2 separate regions of the Mus musculus genome follow, and region 2 is linked to region 1. Evidence: chromatin contacts called from public HiCAR-type data. All regions are on one chromosome and are shown on one strand. Each heading gives the region's core, a stretch centred on a gene start, on an enhancer-like site or on the middle of the called end of the contact. The rest is flanking DNA. Distances are from core to core; before and after follow the strand shown.

Region 1 (7,651 bases), core at 3,199-5,698:
CCTCTTGCAGTGAAGGTGCCCAGATATCTGGCATTGGAACCTGCCTCCTGGCAGAAGTTGTTTTCCACTCACCAGAGGTCCTAAGATCCCGTGGAGAGTGCTCTGGGGAACTTGGCGGTGCCTGCTGACTCCGCGCCCTAGGTGACCCGGTGCTGGCCGACTGAAAGGGTGGATTGGGTCTCTTAATGCAGACAGTTTTATTGGCATGAAGTCCCAGGGAAAATGGTAATAGACAAGGACCATTGGTAAATGTCTTTTGTGTCTTCAGTGGACTTCAAACTTAGTGTGAACTGAGAAAGAAATCCTAAATGCATATGATTTTAACCCTGGGCTGCATTTCTTAGGTCCTCCATATATCTACAAAACTTGGCTCACAGTATCAGCCAGACATTATAACATTGTAGGACATATATTAGACTGACCCATTGTTTATTAACATTGTAGGAATTGTGCCAAACAGATACCTCTATTGATTGTTAGTCTTTTAATTCTGATTTTAATTATATCATTGCTAAGTATTGTGTCCATAAATTTCCTTAAAGGTACCAGCAGTGATATATGGGGGTAAGAAGAGCCTTATGATCCAAAGAGTTAAGAGGGTCTGCCACATGCTAGAGTACGTCCAAAGAAAACAGCCAGAATTAGAAAAATGAGGGAACTCCTTCACAAACTCACACTGACTGCCTTTGCTGAGGTTTTCTGGATTAAGGCAGACAGAAACTTCTATAGCTTTTTCCATAACTGTACATAACATATCAAATACATTGGTAGTCACATGTGGTGTGGGAAGAGAAGAGTCTTGCACTAACAGATATTTACTGAATCTATGTCAAACACTGAGAATGTCATGTAATTTATTTTGACTTAATAATATTGCAATCCAAAAGAGTTGGTAAGTGATATTCTTATTTTAAAGATAAAGAAATCTGAAATAGTTTGGCCAAATTTGGCAACATGGTCAAAGTGATTAATACAGTTCACCAGGAACCATGATGAGATAAAGCTTCTGACCTTGACTGTAACACTCCAATCAGGAAGTTAATTTTCTGCAGTACTTTCTGATTTCTGCAAATTTGGAAATATCTCATTTCTATATGTATTCTCTTTGAAGACAAACTCACCAAATGTGTGTTTTGAAATGAGACTTCAAAGTCAGAATCATCAACAATTGTTTTCCACTGTAATACAGTCTTTCAGTAATTGATTAAAGTCAACTGATAAACCATGCATTTAGGAGCAAAGGAGCATGCAGTAAGAGGCTGTGTTTATGTTCAGTATTTGAAAGATAAGGAGTTGGTGACCCCAGATTATTTTCCTATTGGAAAATACAATACAGGAGATCTCATGTCCAAGACTCTCAGGAAATACCATACACAATATAGACGAGCTGTAGCATAACTTTTCATTATTTTTGAAAATTCCATGGCTAATTCATATCAACCAGCGAATAGAAATTTGCAGTATTTAAAAGAACACAATGAAACTATGTATCCATTAACTAGACTGTAAACATGCTATCTACATACTAGAAGATTTAGTAATTGCTGTCTAATTGTGCTAATTATGTAATGACAATGTTATAAATGCTTGTTTACATACTGTTAGGTTTCTCTGACTAATATCATTAGTCAGACTTTGGACGTCTGCCACGCTGCACTCATGTATACTGTGGGACATGGCAAACTGTTGGAACAATGTATTTTTAAAACTAGTGGTTAATGTGTTGCTGGTATTTGCACCAGAAACTTACCACATCCTTAGGGGGAGGTTCAACTTCCTTCTTTATCTTTTTACCCATCCTAGAAAAAAAAAGAAGCAAAAATATGATCTGTACATCATAAATTGGTACATCTTCCATGATCTCAGTTATCTATGTTCTCAGGAGGAGCGTCATTTCTTCTTCACATTTTACCAACTAAAGCATGCAGTTGATGTTGGAATTACAGCATATGCACAAAATATTATGGACGTCCCTGTTGGAAACATTGATTTTCAAGGAACTTTTTGGTAAGATTGCTGAACACTGGTGTTATTAAACAAGAAAAATCACAGCACAACTCACCAACTCTGTGGGTTTGTTTGTTTGTTTTATGCAAATATGTTGTGCACTTGCGGTATCTAGCCCATGATATGAATTCAGTATTATGAAAATCATTAGCTCTATTTTCCTGTGAATAACGCTTTGGTGAAAAGAAGAGTAAGTTACCAGAGACCGATGAGAAACCTTAGGATGGGATAGGATAGGGCCTTCAGAGTCAGGAATAGTTCAAATTGCTTGTCAGAGCTCAAAAGCAATATCTGGTTTTATAGACACTGGGCAGAATGCGATGTACACATTCAAAGGCCAAATAACTCAAACACTTCTAAAAGGCATCTATTCCATGCGACTGACTTCAAGCCTTTGAGCCCTAAGGTCTGTGAGGAACTAGTCAGGCTTACTCTATACTGGGCTACCTTATGCCTTATACACTATACTTAAATGTTAAAAACAAAACACCCATAGCCTCCACTAAATATGTCTGTATAAATAATATTTAGATGTATTCATTTTATGTATACTGTGTTTTGCCTTCATATATGTGTACCATGTGCATGCTGGGTGCCTGAGGAGGCTAGAAAAGGGTGTTGGACCCCTGAAACTGAAGTTATAAACTTGTGAGCTGCAATGTGGGTGATGGGAACCAAACAAAGTCCTCTTAATCACTCACCCATCTCTCTAGTTCCCAAATTTTTCATCAGGATTGCTTTAGAATTCACTCAGCAACTAGTGGATACATGAAAATTCTTACAAAATGAGAAAACTATCTTAAAATGTATGGAAATGTACCATTAGTAAAACATTAAAATACCAATTTCCAATTTTCTTTTTATATATTAGCACCAACATTTCTTCTAAAATTTCAAATACTCATACATACTTGAAAAGTACATAGGCCCTTGGTTTTGAGCTTGTTTCATTCAGGAAGACACACAGGAACTATTCCAGAACAGCGAGAAGCTATCGTAGGCACAGGGGTAAGTTCATAGGTCAAAATAAGTTCATAAGCTATTGAAAGACATACCAGCAACTGATTTATAACAATTCCTGCTAAAGGACATTCAGGAGACAAGTTACACCCACACAAAACTATGTGGAGTTATCTCAGTTGTCCTCAGACTAATGTCTTCTATTCCTGGATGATGTTTTGAACAGTTGAATAATGAACAGTGCAGAGAATAAATACACACAGCATTGCAAACATGGATGGGTCCTGGGCAATGCTCCAAAGTTAGAGGCGGCTGGATTTTACCACTATATTGGGTGTAGGATGGCTGTTCAGGGGCTTAGATGTAATCCTCTGGTATAAGTGGGAGCAATTTGCCATAGACACAATGAACAAAGTAAAATTTACCAAAGATAAGTGGGTTTTTGTTTTTGTTGTTGTTGTTTTGGTTTTTGTTTGTTTTGTTTTTGTTTTTGTTTTTGTTTTACCATCTTGCCTAAATTGTATTGCCGATTGTCAATTTCCTTACCTGGGACCATTTTCCTAAGAAATTATTAAAGGGCAAGTTCAAAACCTTTCCATTTCCATTTATTCTCCATTGGTCAGCATATCATTTAAATAATGTTTTTTCAAGTTCATTACTCATCTAGCATCCATTTCCAGTTTTCTGGAATTATGGCCAAGGCTGCAACGAACGTCTTTGGATATACACAAAATTCACCCACCTACCTTTTTTTTTTTTTTTGGAAACAGCTAAAAGATAGCGGGATGAATAGGTACCAGGTTCATTGTACTGATTATGACAATGGGTGTGGCTTAAATGAATACGTTTCATAGCCACATTTGCCCTATTTGTTATTTGTTTCCCCATTCTCTCCTGCAGCCCTCTCAGTCTCTGAGCTTTAGGTAGTCGCTAAGGCAGAAGCTGCCTTTAAGCAGAACTAAAGCCGCAGTGGAGGGCTGAAGCAGGTAAGGTCCTACTTCAAGAATCGCTTACAGTCAAGTGACTGGATCTTAGCTCCTCAAATCGCTCTTAGAGCTCCAGGTTTGCTCCGTTAAGTGACCTCGTAACTGCGGGTGCAGGTCTGGGACAGTTTGTCTGGTGTACTGTTCCTTTGTCCCAACGGTCCCCACCTGTGCACTGAACGCTACAGTTTGCCCTGTCTTCTAGTCCTTGGCCTCTCCAACCCTCGGGACAGGTGTGCATCCGTGCCTGTCGTTTACCTGCGCGGAGTCAAGTCTCAAGAAGCAGTGGCTCTGTACATGTGGCAAACTCCACTGGCCTCTGAGGGTCTGTGTTGATGTTTGTTGCTAGGCGACGCTGGGCTGCGCATGCGTGCTCTGCCCGGAATTAGTTCTTAGCCCCAAGGCTCCCTTTGTCCAGCTCCAAAGTGATCGATCAATCAATCCTGCAGGAACCACAATCGTGCCATGGCAAGTCTAACAAGGCTCAAAATCTCCTCCTCTCCCTCCCTTCCTCGTCTTCAGATATTCTTTCCAACGGCCCAAATAAAGACGATCCTGTTTGCTCTCTCGCCCTCTGCCCCCTAGCCATCCTCTCAGTAAAGAAGCCATCAGTTAATTGGCTCCTTCCCTTACTAGATCTTTCTCATGTTCTTACTGCCACCACATTCCAGGTCATCGCAGCTAATGACTCTAGTTTCTCCTCCCGGTTTTTCCTCTACACCATAGATGTACACCGCCCCATCCCTCTCCCCCTTCCCCCTTCCCAGTCCCCCGGAAATAATTGTTCTGGTCTTGTCCCTCTATTGCTCGAATGTTTGTAATTTTCTTAGGAAAAGGCATTGTCCCCAAACTGTTTGCCTGTTTGATGCCACCCCCCACCCCCCGCTGCCTTATTTCCAGTCTCTTCTACCTCACCCCCTCCCCCAGCTTCTCATTCCAAATCCCCATTTCCTTTCCCAGCTGTGCTCTCCTGGGCACTGTTTATCTTCCAGGCCGACTCTTCCTTCATTTCTACTTATCAAGCTGGGCTGGTGCAGTCACCAGAAAGAGCCCGTCAGTTTCCTTTAGGGGTCCATCTCTCCACCCCTTACACTTTGCAGACTCCTGTCCCACCTGCTCTCTGTTCTCTCGGCCCTAACAGGGCCGGATGCATCTCACAGTTGTGACCTTTCCAACTTCTGTTGTTCACAGTTGTGACTTTCCTCTTCCTGCCATCTTAATCACCTAACAAGCAGATTTTTACATGTTTAACAACTATTTCTATCAAAGTATTTGTGGGCAAATATATCACGTGATTTCTATATTTTGGTTAAACTTTGACTAATATCTTAACTAACGCAATTCATTATCTTCCTTTTTCCAGCCCCCTATATGTATATAAATATAATAATTTCTCAAGTACACAGTGACATTTTCTGCCCTTTACTCCCTTAATTGGTCCAAAAACCATTGCTCATTTTTCATATCTATCGTCAAGATTTCCTCCAGAAAGTCTCGCTCCTCCAGGCCCACAAAGCATTCCTTATTTTATACCATTGCTCTAACTTACATGTGTGCTAGTCCCAGTGTTTTCCTATGACATTATAAACTGTGTGTGCGCATGTGTGCGTGTGGGTGTATGTTTGACTGTGTACTAGTATGCATGCTCTCCCACCTAGGCCATTTCTAAATGGACATTTGGTGAACACTTATTCTAAGCCAGAGAGTTATGAGCTTTTAACGCGAGTCATATAAGCCCCACCCTAATTTTATGAGGTATGAGCTAAGTAGTTGGCATAAAGTCACTTTTCTAGTAAATGGCAAAGACAGACGTGTAGTGAGATCGGTTTGACTTTTATAGGCATGTCCTGCGCTAGTACATCATACACATGTCTTAAAAATACAATATTACAAGTCATAAAGAGATTTTTTTATGAAATAATTTAAATCAGTGTTTTGATCTTTGTATAGACTTTTCTTGACTCAATATGTCTTGTATTCAGGTTTTTGGGGGAGGGATTCATGTTTATTTAAAACACACAGTTGGTGAGCTTTGACCAGGGTTTAAAGTTGTGGGGACAACTGCCACCATGAACATAGGACATTTCTGTCATCCCAAGTGTCCTTCATCTTTCTTTGACATCAAGCCTCTCTCCCCTACTTTCCTTGAGCCACTGCTCTCTCTTCTTTCTCTATAATCTTGCATTTTCTGGAATGTCTTGTAAATGAAACCAAACAGCATGCAGCCTTTTCTGCCTGGCCCCTTTAATCTGCCATTCATGTCCCTGAGACTTGTCCCTGGTTCTCTTCCTTACTGAGCTGCACAGACAGCTGCTGATGTTGATCCAAGCACATTCTAATTTGTGGATGGTATAAATCCATCTTCTCTGACCATTCAGACATTGGTTTAGGGAGTACATGTTTCCTTCTCCCTGGGAAAATATCAGGAGTAGAATTCCACTTCTAGTTTTTGAGGCAAGGGTGTGGTTAGTGTCATGAGAACCTGCTAGTTGCTTTCCACACCGACAATGCAACTGTAAATAGGGGAGAACTCCAGTTGGGAAGTACACTCTACAGGACTTGATACTGTAAAGTCCTTGCATTCGCAGTCATTCCAGAGGGTGAATGTGCTATCTCTTCTAGGTTTTATTTAGTTTCATTTCTTCATTTTGTGAGGAGATGGAATATGTGCTATGGTGTTCTTGTGGGACACCAAAGGGACAGTATGTGGGAGTCAGTTCTCTCCTTTCCCACGTGGGTTCTGAAGATTGAACTCAGGTCTTCAGGCTTGTGCAACAGCTCTTTTACCTGATGAGCCCTCTTGTTGGCCCTCTTTTACTGGTTTTTAATTTATATTTCTCTCTCGTGATGTTGATCTCCTATGCTCTTGTGTTCCTCTGTCTTCTTCAGTGAAATATCAGCTTAAATATGTTTTTCTACTTTTATAAGTGAGTTGTCTTTCTAAGTTGTAAGAATTGTTTTATATATCAGTAATTTATCATAAATGTGATTTAGAAATATTTCTCACCAATATATGGTCTATTCTTCTCATGTCCTTTTTAAATTTTAATTTTTTCGGTGCATAGGTGTTTTGCCTGCTTGTATGTCTATGCACCATGTGTGTGCAGGGCCTGATGAGTCCAGAAGACATCAGATCCTCTGGAGCTGGAGTTACAGCCATCTATAAACTGCTATGTAATGGTGGGAATCCATCCTGGGGCATCTGGAAGTGCTCTTAACCACAGAATCATCTCTCCAGCCTTCTATCTCTCATTTCTTTTTTTTTTAATTACGTATTTTCTTCAATTACATTTCCAATGCTATCCCAAAAGTCTCCCCCCCCCAACTCCCCTACCCACCCATTCCCATTTTTTGGCCCTGGCATTCCCCTGTACTGTGGGGCATATAACGTTTGCCTGACCAATGGACCTCTCTTTCCAGTGATGGCCAACTAGGTCATCTTTTGATACATATGCAGCTAGAGTCAAGAGCTCTGGGGTACTGGTTAGTTCATAATGTTGTTCCTCCGATAGGGTTGCAGATCTCTTTAGCTCCTTGGATACTTTCTCTAGCTCCTCCATTGGGGGCCCTGTGATCCATCCAATAGTTGACTGTGAGCATCCACTTCTGTGTTTGCTAGGCCCCAGCCTAGTCTCACAAGGGACAGCTATATCACCGTCCTTGCAACAAAGGCTTGCTAGTGTATGCAATGGTGTCATCGC
Region 2 (7,651 bases), core at 3,724-6,223, 810 kb after region 1:
CACCGTGGTGGACCACTCTTGAATGAAGAGCCAGAATAAGCCCTTCCTCCCCTAGGATGCCTTTCCTGGGCTTTGTTACAGCCACAAGGTAAAGAACTCATGAAGAACCCTTTCTCATCTCCCCATAGAAAGCAATGCTCAGGTCAGAGCTCCTGCTCACCTCAACTCCTCTCAGCAGCCTCTGTGTAGATGACCACCTAACGCCCAAGTTCCCCCTCTTTTCTTCATTGCTGACTTATATTTTAATGTATCTCAGTCATACACCTCCATAATCACATGTAAGTCCTATCAATAGCTGAACCTTCAAGTTTTGAGTTACAAAAGAAAATTCTTTAGTCAAATAGGAGCTGCTTTGTTCCTGGCTCATTTACATAAATGCTGAAAACAGTTAGGTGTCCTCATTGAAGTTTTTACTTCAGCGTATGCCACAGCTATTTATGTTAAGTCCTTATGTTGGATGCACGTAACTCCTTGAATTAGCTCTTCTGTAAGATGTTGAAGGCTACAATTGCTCTTTGAAATGATTGCCTTCACCATGCCCGACAAGCTATTTGCCCTTTAACGCCAATATAATTGATGGTTTTTTTTTTTTTTTTTTGGTTTGTTTGTTTTTAATAATCGCATGTCTTAAGGCTGTTGAGTTTGCCGTATATGTGTTCTTCCCCTTCCTTTAATTTTAATTATGTGTGTGTGTTAGGGTGTGGGGAGTATGTACAAGAGAGTGTAAGTCCACATGAAAGCCAGAGTTGTAGATGCTTTTGAATGTGGTGGCTTGGATGAGGATGCCCCACTCCCTTCGGCTTGTTTGTTTGAATATTTGGCTCCCAACTGGTTAAACTGTTTGGGAAAGACTAAGAGGAGTGGGCTTGTTGGAGGAGGAGTACCACTCAGGGGTGGGATTTGAGGTTTAAAATAATTCATGCCATTCCATGTTACAATGAGCTGCCCAACATGGGTGCTGGGAAACAATCTCAGGTCCCCTCAAGAGCAGTGCATGTTCTTCCCCCTGAGCCATCTCTCCAAGCCCCTTTCAGTCTCTTTTTAGAAAGTTTGAGCACATAATTGATGCAATTCAGATGTGATTGACTTCTATATGATTAATCCATTTAAAGAGGACAAGGCAACAGTTTTCCTATGTTGACAAAGAGTTCAAACTGTCACCACAATATAATTTTGCTCTATTAAAGAAAGCTAGCACTCTTTTGTAGTGAAATTCTAACATCCCCTAAGATCAACCCTAAGAAACCACTAATATACTTTCATCTATTCTGGGCATTTTGCATAAAAAGAATTATAGAATATACAATCTTTTGTGACTAGCTTTTTTCCACTGGGCATATTTTCCGAGTTCATCTGTGTTATGACACACACTTTACTTCTTATTATTGCTGAAAAATAGTGCCATTGGGGATAACATTTAGATACACCACATTTAAGAAAAATCCATTCATTAATTGTGGGCCATTGCTGTTTCCCTTGCTCTCAGATCCTTAGTTGCCTGTAGCCTTGTAGTCTGTCTGAGGTTGAGGCCTTATGAGCTCCCCTCCTTCCATGCTAGCTTGTCTATTGGTGTCATCATCCTCATTGAGGATGACACAGGATGATACAGTTCAGACACAAATGCTTCTCTTACAATCTCCCTCCTCTTTCCCTGATGATCCTTGAGCCTTAAGTACAGCAGTTGTTTTACAGATGTGTCAGTTGGGACTGAGCTCCCATTTTGGTGGTTGTAGTTTTCTGTAATGGTCTCTGTCTGTTGCAAAAAGAAGTTTCTTTGATGAGGAGTGAGAGCTACAGTTATCTCTTGGTATAAGGACAAATATTTAGAGTTTAGTTAGGATTTATTCCAGCTATTAAATTTTTGTGATATTATTGTAACATAAAAGTAATTATTTCTGTGTAATTTATCTTTTCTGTTAGCATGTATGCAATTGGTGCCATATCTAAGGAATCATTGGCTAAAGGTTACTAATAGCCAATAGGTCACTTGGAATTTTGCTTCCAAGAATTTAAAATTTCAACATTTCCATTTAGATCTGTGATTCATTTTGAGTGTCGTTTTGCTTCTGTGGCTTTATGTCTGTCATCACTTCTGTAAAACGGACTATTCCTTCAAATGTCACTTCTGCTCCAGAGTATCTTTCTTCATTGTTTTGAGGTTTGTTATACATATGCTAGGTTTATTCTTTACAAACTTGCCTTTTAAATTCTGTTCTTCCTCCATTCTTTTTCTTTCACTTTGGGTATTTTTATCGTCTTGATCTTTCCCCAAATCCGCTAATTTCTGTTCTACTATGTCTAGTCTTCAGTTTAACTCTTTTACTGTGTTCTTGATTTCATATATTGTATTTTTCAAGATTTTTCCCACTGATTCTGTTAAAATTCTGTACCTTGTTATATATTTTACCCACCTTCCCCTCCTCCATCTTATGACCTTTTGCTTTATTTTGTAATAAGTCATTTCAAATATCTTATCTGAGCTTTAACATCTGGTTTATCTATGGGATTCTCTAATCTTTCTTCTTCTTTATCATTGGCCAAAACTTCCTATTCTTGTTATGTCTTACACTTAAAAACAACCACATATCCCAGAGTTTTACACAAAATTTCCATAGACTATATTCCATAGCTTATTTTCCACTAAAACAGAAATTAGACAAGTTGGGTAAGTTTCTGATATCTTCTACATAATCACAGAAGAGTAGGATTGTGACTGGGATGCAGAGTTATTAAGATTCAATCAACTTCTGTTTTTCTTTTTTTCTCTTCATGATTCGTCTGAAATTTTGAGCAAGAACCAGAAAAGCATTCATCCTCTTGGCCCTAGAGATCTTCTTTGTGTAACTTCAGAAGTAACTGCCATGGTCTTGAGTGTGAAGAATAACGCCCATGTATTTAAAGTAGGCGTTCCCTTTAGGTAGCCTTATATAGACTTACAGCCGTGTATTAGTCAGAGCTCTCTAGAATCACAAAACGTATAGACTAAATTCTCTCTCTCTCTAAGTCTATCTATCTGTCTATCTGTCTGTCTGTCTATCTATCTATCTATCTATCTAAAGAGAATCTATCTATCTATCTATCTATCTATCTATCTATCTATCTAAAGAGAATACACTGGAGTGACTTATAATCTGCAGTAGTTGCTCAGTCCCACAATGTTAAGTAGTTCAGCTGGTCTTCTGTATAAGCTGGAATCCTGAAGAAGTAGATTCCAACAGATGTGCTGGCAAAGTGAATGCAAGCAGGCAAAGAGGAGTGAACCTTTCCTTTTTCCTTTGTTCTTATGTAATCCTCCAGCAGAAAGTATGGCGCAGATTAAAGGGTGCCTCGAGATCTGTATTAAAAATGTGTGTCTTCCAGCCTGAAGCGCTAGATCAAAAGCTTGTGTCTGCTGTGCCCTCCATTTCTGGATTGTAGTTTACTCCAGTTATAGTGGAGTTGACAACTGGGCATAGCTATCACAAATCTTATGACCAGTGAGCACAGTTCCTCAACCTCAAGCGATATTCAGCGGGCGTCTTGTGGGACGGCTGACTGTATGTTTGGGGCTTCTTTGTACCTTAGTCCATCATACAATTCAAAGTAAAGATTTCGTTGCTTTCTTTTTATCTGTGTAAAGTCCCTCTGAGCAGACCAAAGCGAATCACTCCATACCTAGGATCAGTAAATGCCACCAGGGAAGAAAACAGCTGATAACTGCCCTTAGCCCAGACATTGACAAAGGATTTATTCAATTGTGTTACCTCCTGCAGCACAACAGTTAATGTGGAAATGACAAATTTGAATTGTAGTAAGAAAATTGTCTCAGAGAATAAAGTAGAGGCAACTCGACTTCTGTATCAGCCTGGCCTTAGAAAGTGATAAGTCCCCTGAAAATGGAGTAAGTCCTTAGAGTTCTTGGACAACACAGAGTTCAAGACAGAAATACAGGACTGTCTGCTAAGAGCTCATACTAACACGTTTGCAGTTGTGGCAAGATCACACCACTTTCAAATAACACAGTATTCAATAATATGATCAAATATGGAAAGGATGGACATTGGGTAAACAAAATTTGTTGTTGCCATATTTTCTGACAGTTTCACTCATTGAATAAACAAACATTTGCTTTAATGTAGGGACTTGGTAAAGATGATGGGTCTTGTATGTACATGTATGTGCCTGCCTATGTGTATGTGCACATGCACAGGTGCCTGTGGAAGCTTGAGGTGAGTACTGGATCACTGCAGCTAGAATTACAGGCAGTTGTGAACCACTCCAATATGGGTACCGGGAACAGAACTCAGGTCCTCTGCAAGAGGAAGAAGTGGTCTTAATCAAAAGTCAATACTAGGTCCAAGATTAGTTTTACTTTAAGGAAATAAACTTCAGACTTAAAAGAATATTTTAAATTTTATTTATATGTATGTGTGTTTGCTTTCTTGAATTTATGTGTATTAGGTGTGTGCAGGATCCTACAAAGGCCAGAAGGGGGCTTCAGATCTCCTGGAAATTAGAGGCTGCTTATTTGCATGGACTATATCCGCAAATCTTAATTCATATTTAGAAGTATAATTTTTTTCTTGGTTAAATTCCTTTTTGTGCCCCCACCTTCCAAAACCACAATGGGGTGGATCTGTGTGTTTTAGGCATTGTTCAATTCATCCTACCTTTACTGATCAAATAACAAAATGCACATGAACAGAAGCCCCTAAGCAATAAAATACATCGACCCTCCAATATGCTTTTAATATCAATACTTAGGAAGGCAAGGTAGAAGGCATGGGGAAGAAAACCTACAGATAGGCGTTCTTGGCCCAGGAGGTCCGCGATTGTTGATTATTCACCTCTTTTAGCCAGCGCTGACACACGTGCAGCTGCTCTACAAGCCAGCCACGGAAAGCTGTTCTCTGAGGCCAGAATCCAGAGCGCCTGGCGTTCCTACTTCCGGCCCCGCCCCCGCCCCACAGTTGCTAGGAGACGTGATGTCACCGGAAGCGAGGCCTGGGATAGGCTGAGGCCTGGGGAAACCTCTCCCACACGGCCGCTTGGGTGCCAGCGCTGGCTCTCCAGCTGTTCCTAGGCCGGGGCGAGGGTCTAGAGAGGGAGAGCGGGCTGCGGCCGGTCTCCGCTCCCCAGCCGCCGGCTCCGCGGCAGTTAGTGCTTCCCTCGAGCCGGCAGCCTGGTTGGTCGCTTCCGGGCGGCTGCCCGCGCTCCTGACTGACAGGCGCCGTCCGCACCGCCCGCGCCACCCGCCACGTCTCCGCTCTCTGCCGGCGCACGGCGTGGCTGCCTGCCGACCGACCTCTTTGAGCCCAGCGCGATGTGGGTTCCCGGCTTCGGATCCGCGCGACTTCCCCAGCGCCGGCGCTCCGGGTTGGAGTCATCCTCGGTGCGGCCGCTGTGGCTGCTGCTGCTGTTCCTGCTGGCAGCCGTGCGGCCAGTGCGCGCCTGGGAGAGCGGAGACCTGGAGTTGTTCGACTTGGTGGAAGAGGTGCAGTTGAACTTCTACGAGTTCCTCGGGGTGCAGCAGGTAAGCGCGGCGGGCCGGACCTCCTCACCCAGCCCGGTCCACTTGACCGCCATCTCTTCCCAGTTCCTCACTGTCGGCCCAACTTCGGAACTTCTGATCTGAGTGTTAGGCTGGACGGTGCAACTACCTTTTCTTTGGCTTTCTGGAGACCATCCTTCCCCCACCCCGCGAGCTGTGCTGAAGGAAGAAGGAAGAGAGATGTAGGCAGACCGATTTTTAACACTCAAGTGTGACACAGTAACCATGTATCACCCCAAATTGTCATCTTCCCACTTAAACATATGTTTACTCCAACTGCCTCCCTCTCCCTCGTCCTTTCTGGGAAGACTGAAATACATTTTGCCCAGCGTCTGTTAGCAGTTTTCTTGCACTGTATTTTGTAATCGTTAAAGCCTGCTATTAGTGTTTGTGTAGCAGTTAGAAATCTGGAAAAATTTGAAGCCTCCTCCCGCTTGGTCCTAGAACTCATTAGAGAAGTTGTGACACTTTCAGGGTTTGAGGTGTTTGGAGTGCTGTTGAAAGAGGAGGTCAGGATAGTCTTGTGTATACGTCCTTGCCTCTCCATTGATTTCATTTCAGGTTTTAACTTGGGTCTTTAACTTGTAAAATCTCTTGTTCCCTTTTATTTCTACTTGAAAGTGATTGAGTGAGGGTATTTATTCAGACTACCTCAAACAATGAACAGAAAAAAGAAGACATGTTAATAACTAATAATAACTTCATGATCATGGAATGAGAGAGACTTCCACAAGCTATGATTGAGTCCTTCACACAAGATGTAAGTTGTGAAGCAAAAACAACAGCAGCAGCAAAAAGGCACACTTAACAGAATTAGCTAAGAAATGTACCTCTTCCTATAAGTTATGAAATAGGAAACTTTCAAAGGAAATGAATTGAACTGTTAAACAGAAATTTAATTTTTAATAATTGCATTTTAATTCCATGATTGCATATAAAATCATTGAGTATAAAATTACCATGGTATTAAACTTAACAGTTCTCATTTCTTAAGAGTTAAAAATATTATACACAATGGTTTTGTGGTCATTGTGTTACCTTGTGCCACTTCCTGCTCATAGAGAAAAAATAGGCCTCATTTCCAGAGTAAATGATAATGCAGTGTATTTAACAATAATTAGTGAAAATGTAAGTTTGAAGACTATTTATTTGGGCTTAGGTTCTTGAGACAGGTTCTTCATGTAGCTCAGCCTATCCCCTTAAACCGTCATTCCCCAGCCTCAGGCTCCTGGATGCTGAGATTGTAGGCTTTTCCCACTCAGGAGAGGCATTTTACTTTTTAACGTAAAAAAACAAAACCAAAAACAACAACTACTAAAAACAAAACAAAACACCCCTCCCCCCCCCAAAAAAAACTAGGGTAGGTAGAATAGGAAGTAATTCCTCTACAGTTTTTTTTTTTTTTTTTTTTTTTGGTTTTTATTTTATTTTATTTAGGTTAATTACCACTTCCTTCCAGCCCCAAGATTTCTCATTGTGCTGTACTGACTAGCCTGGAATTTAGTAGGTTGACCAGGCTAGCTATCCATCCACCTACCTCAAGGACTACTAGAATTGAAGACATGTGCCAGTATACCTGGCCTAATCCCTTCCATGTTAGTGTGTGTGTGTGTTTGTCTACCTCTGTCAGGGTCTTAAATGTTTCTTCTTAGTACCACACCACAATGCTGCTCTAGGTTTGTTTTGTTTTGTTTTTAAAGTTTATGAATGCTTTCTTGCAGGCATGTCTGTGTACCACCTTTGTGCCTAGTACCCACTGAGGCCAGAATATGGCCTGAGACCAGAATTACAGACATTTGTGAGCTGCATTGTGACTGTTGAGAATCAAATCTGGGGCCTTTGAAAAAACAGCCAGTGATCTTAACCACCAAGCCATCTTTGCAACACCAGGAATGTTCTTTATTGCATTTATTTTTTGTTTGTCTATTTTTTTATGCGTGCCATGGCAAACATGGAGGTCAGAGGACAGCTCTTGGAAGTTGGTGTTTTCTTTCCATGAGGGTCCTAGGAATTAAATTTAGTAGAGCCATCTTGCTAGGTCAACTAAATAGTTGTTTTGTATTCATTAAGATTGATCAAATTCAGGGGCTGGAGAGGCAGCTCAGCGGTTAAGAGTATTGA

The links. HiCAR-type assays count read pairs that join an accessible place to other places.
Region 2: a contact with region 1 is called in a HiCAR-type map of astrocytes, with 3 times the contacts expected there. The contact joins the promoter of Dnajc1 here to the promoter of Armc3 in region 1. A contact is called at or near these places in 1 of 39 promoter capture datasets (hippocampal neurons), 6 of 115 datasets of contacts at active chromatin or transcription factors (astrocytes, bone marrow-derived macrophages, embryonic limb bud and 3 more) and 1 of 9 other capture datasets (adipose tissue).

What each region holds. Positions count from the first base shown.
Region 1 is chr2:19,195,915-19,203,565 of GRCm38.p6, reverse strand. Armc3 (armadillo repeat containing 3) reads right to left here and starts at 4,448. Exons shown (of 20, transcript NM_001081083.2): 1 at 4,209-4,448; 2 at 1,751-1,799. The coding sequence starts at 1,798.
Region 2 is chr2:18,390,152-18,397,802 of GRCm38.p6, reverse strand. Dnajc1 (DnaJ heat shock protein family (Hsp40) member C1) reads left to right here and starts at 4,973. Exons shown (of 12, transcript NM_007869.3): 1 at 4,973-5,512. The coding sequence starts at 5,303.